2 separate regions of the Sus scrofa genome follow, and region 2 is linked to region 1. The links are chromatin contacts, called in public Hi-C maps. All regions are on one chromosome and are shown on one strand. Each heading gives the region's core, a stretch centred on a gene start, on an enhancer-like site or on the middle of the called end of the contact. The rest is flanking DNA. Distances are from core to core; before and after follow the strand shown.

Evidence for each region. Hi-C and Micro-C count contacts between places; a contact is called where the count stands out from the background.
Region 2: a Hi-C map of embryonic fibroblasts shows a contact between it and region 1, with 1.9 times the contacts expected there. The contact joins two enhancer-like sites. A contact is called at or near these places in 4 of 47 Hi-C or Micro-C datasets (brain, embryonic fibroblasts, liver and 1 more).

The regions. Positions count from the first base shown.
Region 1 is chr4:64,824,475-64,829,708 of Sscrofa11.1, forward strand. No RefSeq gene overlaps it. Among named protein-coding and RNA genes, the nearest start is that of TRAM1, 58 kb to the left of the region's middle. Within about 2 kb of position 2,542, at least 5 of the 83 cell types and tissues checked have an H3K27ac peak or open chromatin away from gene starts, as enhancers often do. A contact at or near this core is called in embryonic fibroblasts, where this site is marked.
Region 2 is chr4:65,030,546-65,035,779 of Sscrofa11.1, forward strand. All of the region lies in intron 1 of NCOA2 (nuclear receptor coactivator 2), which reads left to right. Among named protein-coding and RNA genes, the nearest start is that of NCOA2, 79 kb to the left of the region's middle. Within about 2 kb of position 2,661, at least 25 of the 83 cell types and tissues checked have an H3K27ac peak or open chromatin away from gene starts, as enhancers often do. A contact at or near this core is called in embryonic fibroblasts, where this site is marked.

The DNA of each region.
Region 1 (5,234 bases), core at 1,292-3,791:
AGACTCCTTACACCCAACTGGACCAAATTTCAGCCGAATCGAGGATTTGGAGGTACAAAGAGAACCTAATTTTTAAAAAGTAATCTGATCTGGGATAGTTTTTTAGCAGAAGGCTTTTTTAAAAAATCAGAAAACCGGGAGTTCCTGTTATGGCTCAGAAGTAACGAAGCTGACCAGTATCCATGAGGATGTGGGTTTGATCCCTGCCGTTAGTGGGTTAAGGATCCGGCATTGCTGTGAGCTGTGGTGTAGGTTGCAGACTCTGCTCAGATCCTGTGTTGCTGTGGCTGTGGTGTAGGCTGGGAGCTACAGCTCTGATTAGACCCCTAGCCTGGGAACCTCCATATGCCACAGGCAAGGCCCTAAAAAGACAAAATAACAATAATAATAATTTTTAAAAGATAAGTCATCATATAATGAATGAGGAGCTCTTACAAATCAATTTTTTATGGAATTTTTGTGTGTGTGTGTCTTTTTAGGGCCGCACCCACGGCACATGAAGGTTCCCAGGTTAGGGGTCCAATTGGAGTTGTAGCCACCAGCCTATGACAGTCACAGCAACTCGGGATCCAAGCCATATCTGCAGCCTACACCACAGCTCACAGCTACACTGGATCCTTAACCCACTGAGTGAGACCAGGGATCAAACCCGCATCCTCATGTGTGCTAATCGGGTTCGTTAGCTGTTGAGCCATGATGGGAACTCCCAAATCAATTTTTTAAATTGACATATATTAGTGGAAGGCGTACAACATAATGACTCAGTATTTTGCAAAATGATCACAACAAGTCTCGTTAATATCCGTCACCACACATAGACACAGATTTTTTTTTTCTTCTGATAACTTTTTAAGATCTATTCTTTCAGCACCGTTCAAGCATAGGACCCAGCATCATTAACCATAGTCACTATGCGGCATGTTATCTCCCCATGACTCGGTTTATAACTGGAACTCTGTACCTTTTGACCACATTCACCCATTTTGCCCACTCCCACTCCACCCCCCACCCCATCCCCCACTCTACCCCCCTGTCAGGCACCGCAAAGCTGTTCTCTGTGTCTGTGAGTTCAGGGTGTTTTTATTTTTGTTATTTTTGTTTTTGTTTTAGACTCCACATATAAGTGAGATCATCCAGTCCTTTTCTCTGTTTCACTTGACTTAACAAATTACATCCATGTTGTCACAAGGGACAAGATTTCCTTCTTTTTTTTATGATTTTTAATTTTCCAGTGTGTGTGTGTCTGTGTGTATATCACAATTTCTTTATCCATTCCTCCACTGATGGACTCTTGGGTTTGTCAATATCTTGACTATTGTCAATAATGCTACAATGTACATAGGTGCAAGTGTCTTTTCAAATTACTGTTTTTGTTTCCTTACAAAATTAATTTTTGAATGGCCAAAATAGCCAACAGGGAAATCAATAAAAGATTTTGTACATCACAGAAAAAAATCCCAAATGTATATATTTAAATATAGAAAGCATCTAAAAACATCATTATGAAAGGCAAATTAAAGTTAATGATAAATACTATTTTCACTCATCTACTATCCCACAACGTAAATTATCAGCTTCTCCATCTTTTTGTGGTGTTGACGTATCACAAAAACGGATGGGTCAAAGAAAACCTTAACATATTTTTGATATGTTTAGTGTCCATATGTGTTTAAACATGCTATTCTTTCTGAATCGAACACTTTTTTTTTTTTTTTTTTTTTTTTGGTCTTTTTGCCATTTCTTGGGCCGCTCCCATGGCATATGGAGGTTCCCAGGCTAGGGGTCGAATCCGAGCTGTAGCCACCAGCCTATGCCACAGCCACAGCAACACGGGATCCGAGCCGCGTCTGCAACCTACACCACAGCTCACAGCAACACCGGATCCTTAACCCACTGAGCGAGGCCAGTGATTGAACCTCATGGTTCCTAGTCGGATTCGTTAACCACTGAGCCATGACGGGAATTTCCTAGAACATCTTAAATCATATAGATTTGGGAGTTCCAGGTGTGGCTCACCAGTAACAAACCTGACTAGTATCCATGAGAATGTGGATTCAATCCCTGGCCCTGCTTGGAGGGTTGTGGATCTGGTGTTGCCATGAGTTGTGTGTGCAGGTCACAGACATGGCTCGGATCTGGTATATTTATATATAAGTATATAAATATATATATTTAATGCCAACCCATCTTTTAAAACTTGGCTCATCTCACCCTCTCCAGAAAGCCTCCCTTGCTTATCACCACCACCCTAGTGTGATTAATCTCTCTCTCCTTCTGGGTTTCTGTGTCCTCTTTTTTTTTTTGTAATTTGATCATATTCTTGTCTCATTGATTTCAGTCCTTGATTTACTTGTTCCTTTTCTCAACTACTCTACGAATGCACCAAGTCTAATTTGATTTGGCCTTCCCAAGTCCTCACTCGTTGGAAGCACTCAAAGATTCTTTGTTGGGTGTATGAATGAGGAACTTGTTACTGTTGATTTAGTGATGTTAGGGTATGTATCACGCACACGCCACTGGGAGGCAGTGTTGTGCAGTGAAAAAGCTCTCAGCGCTGCCCGGCAAATGCCCAGGCTCCCACATCACCCCCATTACCTTCTACCTACCTGTTCCTGGGCCATGTAAAATCTTCCCAAGACACCGGCCAACAGGAAGAAGAAGAAGAATATTTTTCTTACAAGATCATCGTGAGGATTAAAGATACTTTAGGTAGATTTAGGTATACTGTAGGGGTATTTATTGTAATGTAGCTCTTGATTGCTTGCTTAGACAATAATGGGCCCAACTGCAAGTAAAGGTCTAGTTCAAAGAAGTGTTCTCTGCAATTATGCTGCAAATTATGGTCTCTCTAAAAGCTGTCAACCCACTTCTAACCTTGCTCAGAGGGCCCAGGGTTGCAAGCCCACGGTTCAGAGGTCCTGGGGCTTCTATGGGACTGGGAGTCCCACTGGGCCTTTGGCAAGTCAAAGGCTTGAAGGACCATCATTGCCAGGCTCGGGTTCAGCTGCATGTGCATTAAATAGATTTTCTATGCCCTGGCCTGGGAAACAAGCCACCATCTATAATTCTGTTTCTGTGGGGAAAGGCTTTCCGTGTTCCAAACAACCAACTTACTAATGCACTCCTGGAACACAACCTATTGGTCGATGGGGACCAGCTGACTGGGTTTACAGGGCTGAGACAGCAGCATAAGTGACTCTGCTATGTTGATCTAATTATCATGAATTCTCTCCGGTGACTAATCTAGCTGTGGTCTCCACAATGGAAGAGGAATTTTGAAAAATTGGAGAGGGCTCTACAAAGAACCACAAGGATGATTAAAGGGCTGTAGAAAAATCTAGTCTGGTCTCTATAGTCTTCAGAGGATTGTCAAAATGACCCATGTGGCATTCCCTCCCAAATGAAAAAAGTGTTTGATTCTGTACTATGTCAAGTGCCTTTATCATTTGCTCATGGATTATGAATTTGTAGAGAAGGGAAACAGTGTTTGTTGAGAACCCATATCAGAGGATCAGATAAATTTTTTACATACCATTTGTTTTCATTTATTTATGTGTTTATTTTATTGAAGTATGGTTGATTATAATGTTGTGTTGATTTCTGGTGTAAATATGCTTTTCCACTATGGTTTATCACAAAATATTAAATATCATTCCCTGTGCTATACAGTAGGATCTTGTTGTTTATCCATCCTATATATACTAGTTTGCATCTGTTAACCTCAAAATCCCACTCTATCCCTCCCCCACTTCCCTCCCCATTGGTAACCACAAGTCTCTATGTCATGAATCTGTTTCTGCTTTGTAGATAAGTTTATTTGTGTCATATTTTAAGTTCCACATATAAATGATATCATATGGTATTTGTCTTTCTCTTTCTTACTTCACTTAGTATGAGAATCTCTAGTTCATCCATGTTGCTGCAAATGGCATTATTCCTTTCTTTTTTATGGCTGAGTAGTATTCCCTTGTATGCATATGTACCACATCTTCATAATCCATTTATCTGTCAGTAGACATTTAGGTTGTTTCCATGTCTTGGCTATTGTGAATAATGCTGCTATGAACATACAAGTGCATGTATCTTTTTGACTTATGTTTTTTTTCCAGATATATGCCCAGGAGTGGGATTGTTGGATCATATGGTAGTTCTATCTCTAGTTTTTTGAAGAAATGCCATATTATTTTCCATAAGGGCTGCACCAACTTACTTTCCAAACAACAGTGTAGAAGCACTCCCTTTTCTCTGCACACCCTCCAGCATTTGTTATTTGTAGACTTTTTAATGATGGCCACTCTGACTGGTGTGAGGTGGTACCTCATTGTAGTTTTGATTTGCTTTTATCTAATAATTAGCGATGTTGAGCATCTTTTCATGTACCCATTGGCCATCTGTAAGATACACTATTTAAGTTTGTCCTCAGAGCCACCCTGCCAGATAGGATGTCTCTTTTACAGACGAGGAAACTGAGATTCAGAGATGAATTTGTTGAAAATCTTATGGCTAATAACATAGAACATTGATTCAAATCCAGGCCAGATTAATTTCAAAGCTTCTCTAATCAATTTTCTGCATGACAGCCAGAGTGATCTTTCTGAAATGGAATCTTAATCATATACTTCCTCTGCTCAACACAGTCCTCTGGCCCCACTGAGCTCCCAGGATAGAACTCAAGGTTCTCAACATGGCAGATGGGGAGTTCCCATTGTGGCTCAATGGTAAGGAACCTGACTAGAACCCATGAAGACACAGGCTTGATCCCTGGCCTTGCTCAGTGGGTTAAGGATCCAGTGTTGCCATGAGCTGTGGTGTAGGTCGAAGATGCAGCTTGGATTTGGCGTTGCTGTGACTGTGACTGTGGTATAAGCCAACAGCTGCAACTCAGATTTGACCCCTAGCCTGGGAACTTCTGTATGCCACAGGGGCAGCCCTGGGGGGGCGGGGGGAAGACAAAAAATAAAAAAACATGGCAAATGGGACCCCAGGTGTCCTGCCTCCTGCATACCAGCCTTGTCTCCTGTCATTACCCATTCCCATCAGCCCCAGTTCTCTATTCCTCCAGATGCTTCTAGCCTTCAAGCCTTCACATGCTCACAGCTCTCCTGCTTTCTCGCCTTTCCTTCTCTATTGACCGACTTTCTTCTACTCATCCTGTGGACCTCAGCATGTACCTGCCTTCCTTTGGAGGCCTTCCTGGGCCTCCAAGTCTGGGCTAATCAGCCCTTCCCCACAGT
Region 2 (5,234 bases), core at 1,411-3,910, 210 kb after region 1:
TGATCTATAGAGTACATCCTGTAACCCACTCACTGCCCAGGGCCGGGGATTGAACCTGTGCCTCTGCAGCGACCCGAGCCGCTGTAGTTGGATTCTTAACCCACTGCATCACAGTGGGAACTCCTCAAATGCTCATTTTTAATTTATTAAATTTCCACATTAGGCTGTTATCACCCTTATCAATAATGTTTTCAACATTTGCTGATTTTATTCTTTTCCTACCCCAGATGATTTTGCTTTTCACTATGGCAGTTACTTATGTTTTATCCTACTTTGATGTGCTTTCTTGCTGTTGCTACATTCAGTGTCCAAATTATAATTTATATTTATAACTTCCTCTCATCTATTAGTCATCCATTATATTCTCTCCTGTTTTTAAAACACAGCAGAGCTGACTGACTCAAACTTTTCTAATTAACATCGGTTATCCACCTGTCATTCTCTATAACTGTCTTTAGCCAACTGGGAAATAATATATTTTCCTACATTTTTCAGAAATTTCTCTTTTGTTTGTTTCCTTTAGATGGTAAACTCTTTGAGGGCAGGGGTTATGTTGACCATTGATGTTTTTGCCAGGTTTCCAGTGCACAGTTGTACACACAGTGGACTCAATAAATACTCGCTGACTAGCTGTTGAAAAATTCAGTTCAGCCTCCCAAAGTGTTTGGCATACTCTGAGTAGTTCATGTATTAGTTAAATCTGACTCAGTAGTTGGCAGTCCTGGTGTTTCAAGTAGTGCTGCAATACCTGCTTGCTTCTAACATCAAGAAAGTACCTAATAGAAGAGTCTTATGTCACAGCCTAATGACAGAGATGGTATCTGGACTTTGTAGAACCTAGAAGTTGCAGTCTAGAAACGTCTTGAAAACAATTCTTTGAAATATTTCTGAAGGTCTTATACACTTCACTTTTGTGGCTATTACTTGGAATTAGTGGGTTGATCTCTGCAACTTCAATGATGATTATAGTAATTACTGTAAATAGCAAGTGTCTAATATGGACCAAACCCTTCAATATGTGCTTTACAGATCTTTTCTTATTTATACTCTTAAAAACTCAACATGGTATATATTATTCCCATTTTGCAGATGAAGGAACTATAGCAGGGAGAGATTAATTAACTTATTTGGGATCATACATATGGTAAATGGCAGAAGTCAGTATTTGAACTATGACCTGTTGGTTTCCAAAACTTTCATGAATTTTACTGTTTTAATACCTCTCAGGAATGAAGATACTAGAGGAAAACTAAATTTAAATATTGGGTCTAGCTATAAACATTTTGAATATGTCTTTTTTTTTTTTTTTTTTTTTTGGGTCCTTCTGGGGCCACACCTGTGGCATATGGAGGTTCCCAAGCTAGGGGTCTAATCGGAGCTGTAGCCACCGGCCTATGCCACAGCCACAGCAATGCCAGATCCGAGCTGCATCTACAGCTTACACCACAGCTTACAGCAACGCTGGATCCTTAACCCACTGAGTGAGTCCAGGGGTCGAATCCACAACCTCATGGTTCCTAGTCGGATTCATTAACCACTGTGCCACAATGGGAACTCCTTGAGTATGTCTTGTAAATGCTCATATTGCTCTTACAGTATTGCTTGTTACCATATAATAATTGATATCTTGCTTTTTGCAATCTACAGTTTTCTGTACTTGGAATGAACACTGCTTTCTAAGTGAAAAGAAAGCTTGTAACATTTATCAATGCCATTTGTGTTACAATGATTACTGTTTATCTTAAATTTCAGTAAATCTTTATAAGAGGAATCAACTCGTTAATAGTCTGGACTGAGACTTCGAGACATAATGGCTCTGTTGATAGAAGATTTCAGTGAGAACTCAACTGGTATCAGTCTATGTAGATTTAATGGAAAATGTGATCGTTTTCTTAGGATTATATTTAGGTAATGTGATGAATTAACTTACTGGCAGTTTGTGGATAGATTTATTCACTTGGTCATTTTCTTCTCTCCCCAAAGCTGTATTTTTTAACTTAGAGGAAAGCATTAACTAAGAATTGAATTTGTAAAATAGAATCTAGTATTAAAAAAACCCAAAAAACAAAAAAACATTCCTGATACAGCAATGTCAAGCCCCATAGGAAAGAATGCTGTTTTTACTTCCTGTTGGTAAAGAATGTCTAAGTGCAACTGCTTCCTCTGTGGGGAAGAAAATGAATGTAGCACAGCCGGCTAGCTCTTCACCTATCCCCTCAAATCTCTTTTGGATGAGTAATTTCTTGAATGTCCTGCAAACAAAACCAGAGTGCTGCTTTAGAGAGTTCCATGGCAGCAGAGATGAAGTGTTGGGGATTGTGCAGGAAAGGGTCTGGCTTCTTGGAGTCAGTCAAGGTGGTTTCCTAGGGGACACTCCCAGGGCTCAGTGACAACGTGGTCCCATTCATGTACAACTCTCATTATTAATAAACAGCCCTGGTGCCCTTAAAAAGCAGGTTCAGTCTACAAATCCAGTAAGTCTATCTTTCTCAACCCTGTGATGCTTTGACTTGGAAAGGAAACTGGACTCTTTAATATTCACACAACCATAGTTTACCAAGAGCAGGTTTTACTCTTGGCATACCTCTAGGCAGCTTGTGAGGCATTCTCTCTGTGCCTCACATGGATGACTCTCTAGAAAGCATTTTTCCGATACTTTGGACAGCTGATGATTAACTAGAGAGGCCCGCATTCAAAGCAGTGTTTCGTTAGGATTTTCCTGTGAGGGTTATCATCATCTATGGGGCTTGAGTTTCTGGATGCCGTCATGTTATACCCCAGCCGGGTGGTGTTTCATCAGAAACAGATGAGGGCTTGGTTTAGTCCTGAGACCTACTGCTTCTTCTTACTATCTTGGTTCCTATCTGGAAAGCTTTCAAGACTGCCAGCTGTGTGGCCTGTTTGAAAGCAGGAATGTGGGTTTACCCTGTTAGTGTTGCAAAATCACTTCTTGTGTAGAGAATCTTGTTTTTCTCCTGCCTTCTATAGTCTGGTTTTAGATTATTTTTCTTGTGGTTTGGGTTTGTAGTGTGAACTCATGGCTTTCATTTCCTTATTCCTTTCCCTTCCTTCACATAGACAATGAAGAAGGGACTAAATATATTTTTTGCATTTGTTTACATTGTCAAGCTGTATGGGCACTTCCCTTTTGTCTTATAGAAAATAAACTGAAGATGATTAAAATATTTGAAATCATTAGTTTTAACTTCCTCAGCAATTCTTGTCCTGTTTTAGTTTAAATATGGTCATAATTTAGAAGGTGTGGACATTAAAGAATTTACCCATAAAATGGCACCATCCTTACACAGCCACTTTTAGTATTGTAGTGTTTTCTTTTAGGGCTCTAAGAGGTTATTCTATTTGTTTTGTTTTTTAAGTGCTTTTACTTGGAGTGAAATTCGTAGATTGGAATTTTACCTCATTTTCTCAACTCTTTCTTTTCCTTAGAGGTGTTGAAATGCCCAACAAAATAGCTAAAACAGAAAGAAAAAACAATCCCAGATGAAAGGACTTTTGTATTATCAACAGGTTTAATGATCAGCCCTTTATGAATGATTTTAAATATCTTACTTGATTTCTAAAAGACACATAGGGGCCCATTGTGGCTCAGCGGTAATGAACCCAACGAGTACCCATGAGGATATCGGTTCAATCTCTGGCCTCGCTCAGTGGGTTAAGGATCCAGCATTGCTGTGAGCTGTGGTGTAAGTCACAGATACAGCTCAGATCTAGCATTGCTGTGGCTGTGGTGTCGGCCTGCAGCTTCAGTTGCAGCTCTGATTCGACCCCTAGCCTGGGAACCTCCATATGCTGCAAGTATGGCCCTAAAAATCATAAACAAACAAACAAATGAATAAATGATACATAATTAAGAAGTGATTAATGAGGCATAGTGTGTGTGTTGTCTTCATTAGCATGCCACAGTTTATTTTTTTTAGGACTGTACCTATGGCATATGGAGGTTCCCAGGCTAGGGGTTGAATCAGAGATGTAGCCGCCGGCCTACATCACAGCCACAGCAAGGCTAGATCTGAGCTGCATCTGGGACCTACACCACAGCTCACCACAATGCCTGATCCCTAACCCAATGAGCTAGGCCAGGGATCGAACCTGTGTCCTCGTGGATGCTAGTCAGGTTCATTTCTGCTGAGCCATGACGGGAACTCCAGACTTAATTTTTGTAAATTATATTTTGCATTTAGGAAATAAATGCTGCAAGTTTCTATATTTGACAAGTATTTCAAGACCCTCACTTCCCAGTGTTTTACTTGAGGTGAACTGAAGGTGAATAAATATCTCCAGGTTTGGGTTCCAGTTTAGAACCTGCAGAGTGCAGATTTCTTCAGTTATTTCTCTTATAGAGGCTTTTTATGCCATGGATTTTGAGTATTTCCATCTTTTTAATGTAACCTTCCCCAAAATGCCATTTGTTATTACTTCTTACATGGTTTCAGACACGTAATTAGTCCTTCACCTAGCACTTGAAGTCTGAACTCATTTGTACAGAGGTGGCTTTTGTTTACTCTACAGCCGAAAATAGGATAACTGTAGGTTGCTGAACATACTGTACTTTGATACCTTTCTGTGAGTCTTTTTGTGGTATTCTCTGCTTTATTTTCAAATAATGACTGTTCGTGTGTTTGTGGACAAGGAAGTGGCTCCTGAAATTTACGCTGTATCTGAGGACATTTATAGCATGGCTAACAGAATTACTTTCCAAATTCTAAAATGGATATAAGAGAGAGGGGGTGGGGAGACCTGGGTAAACATTTAAGGATTAGAAAGAACTGAAATAACTAAAATCTAGGCAACACTTACTGCTTCTATCTCTAAAAAATATTTTTTTGTTGTAACTTTAAAACCAAATAAATAACTTATTCTGCTGTAATTCCACTTTTAAATCAAAATTTTTGATTTGTGAATTACATAAGCATTAAGTTTCATATATGTGAGGGGGAGGTTTGAGACTGGAACCTCCAATCTCTTTATTTTCTCAAAATAGCTCTTTTCTCTGTCCCACGTTATCACTATCACCAGTGACAAGTCATACCTCTTTGCTTGGAGGGGTAAGTTATACCACTTTTAAAATACCATTACTAAAAACAGCTCAAGTTTCTAAGCTGCCTTACATTTTCAGAAGCATTTGAAAGTATTTTTGGACGTGCTAAACATTATTAGATGGAAGTAAAAAAGAAACTGTGTTTAGTTAATTTGTATTTGGGAACTCAGTTGTC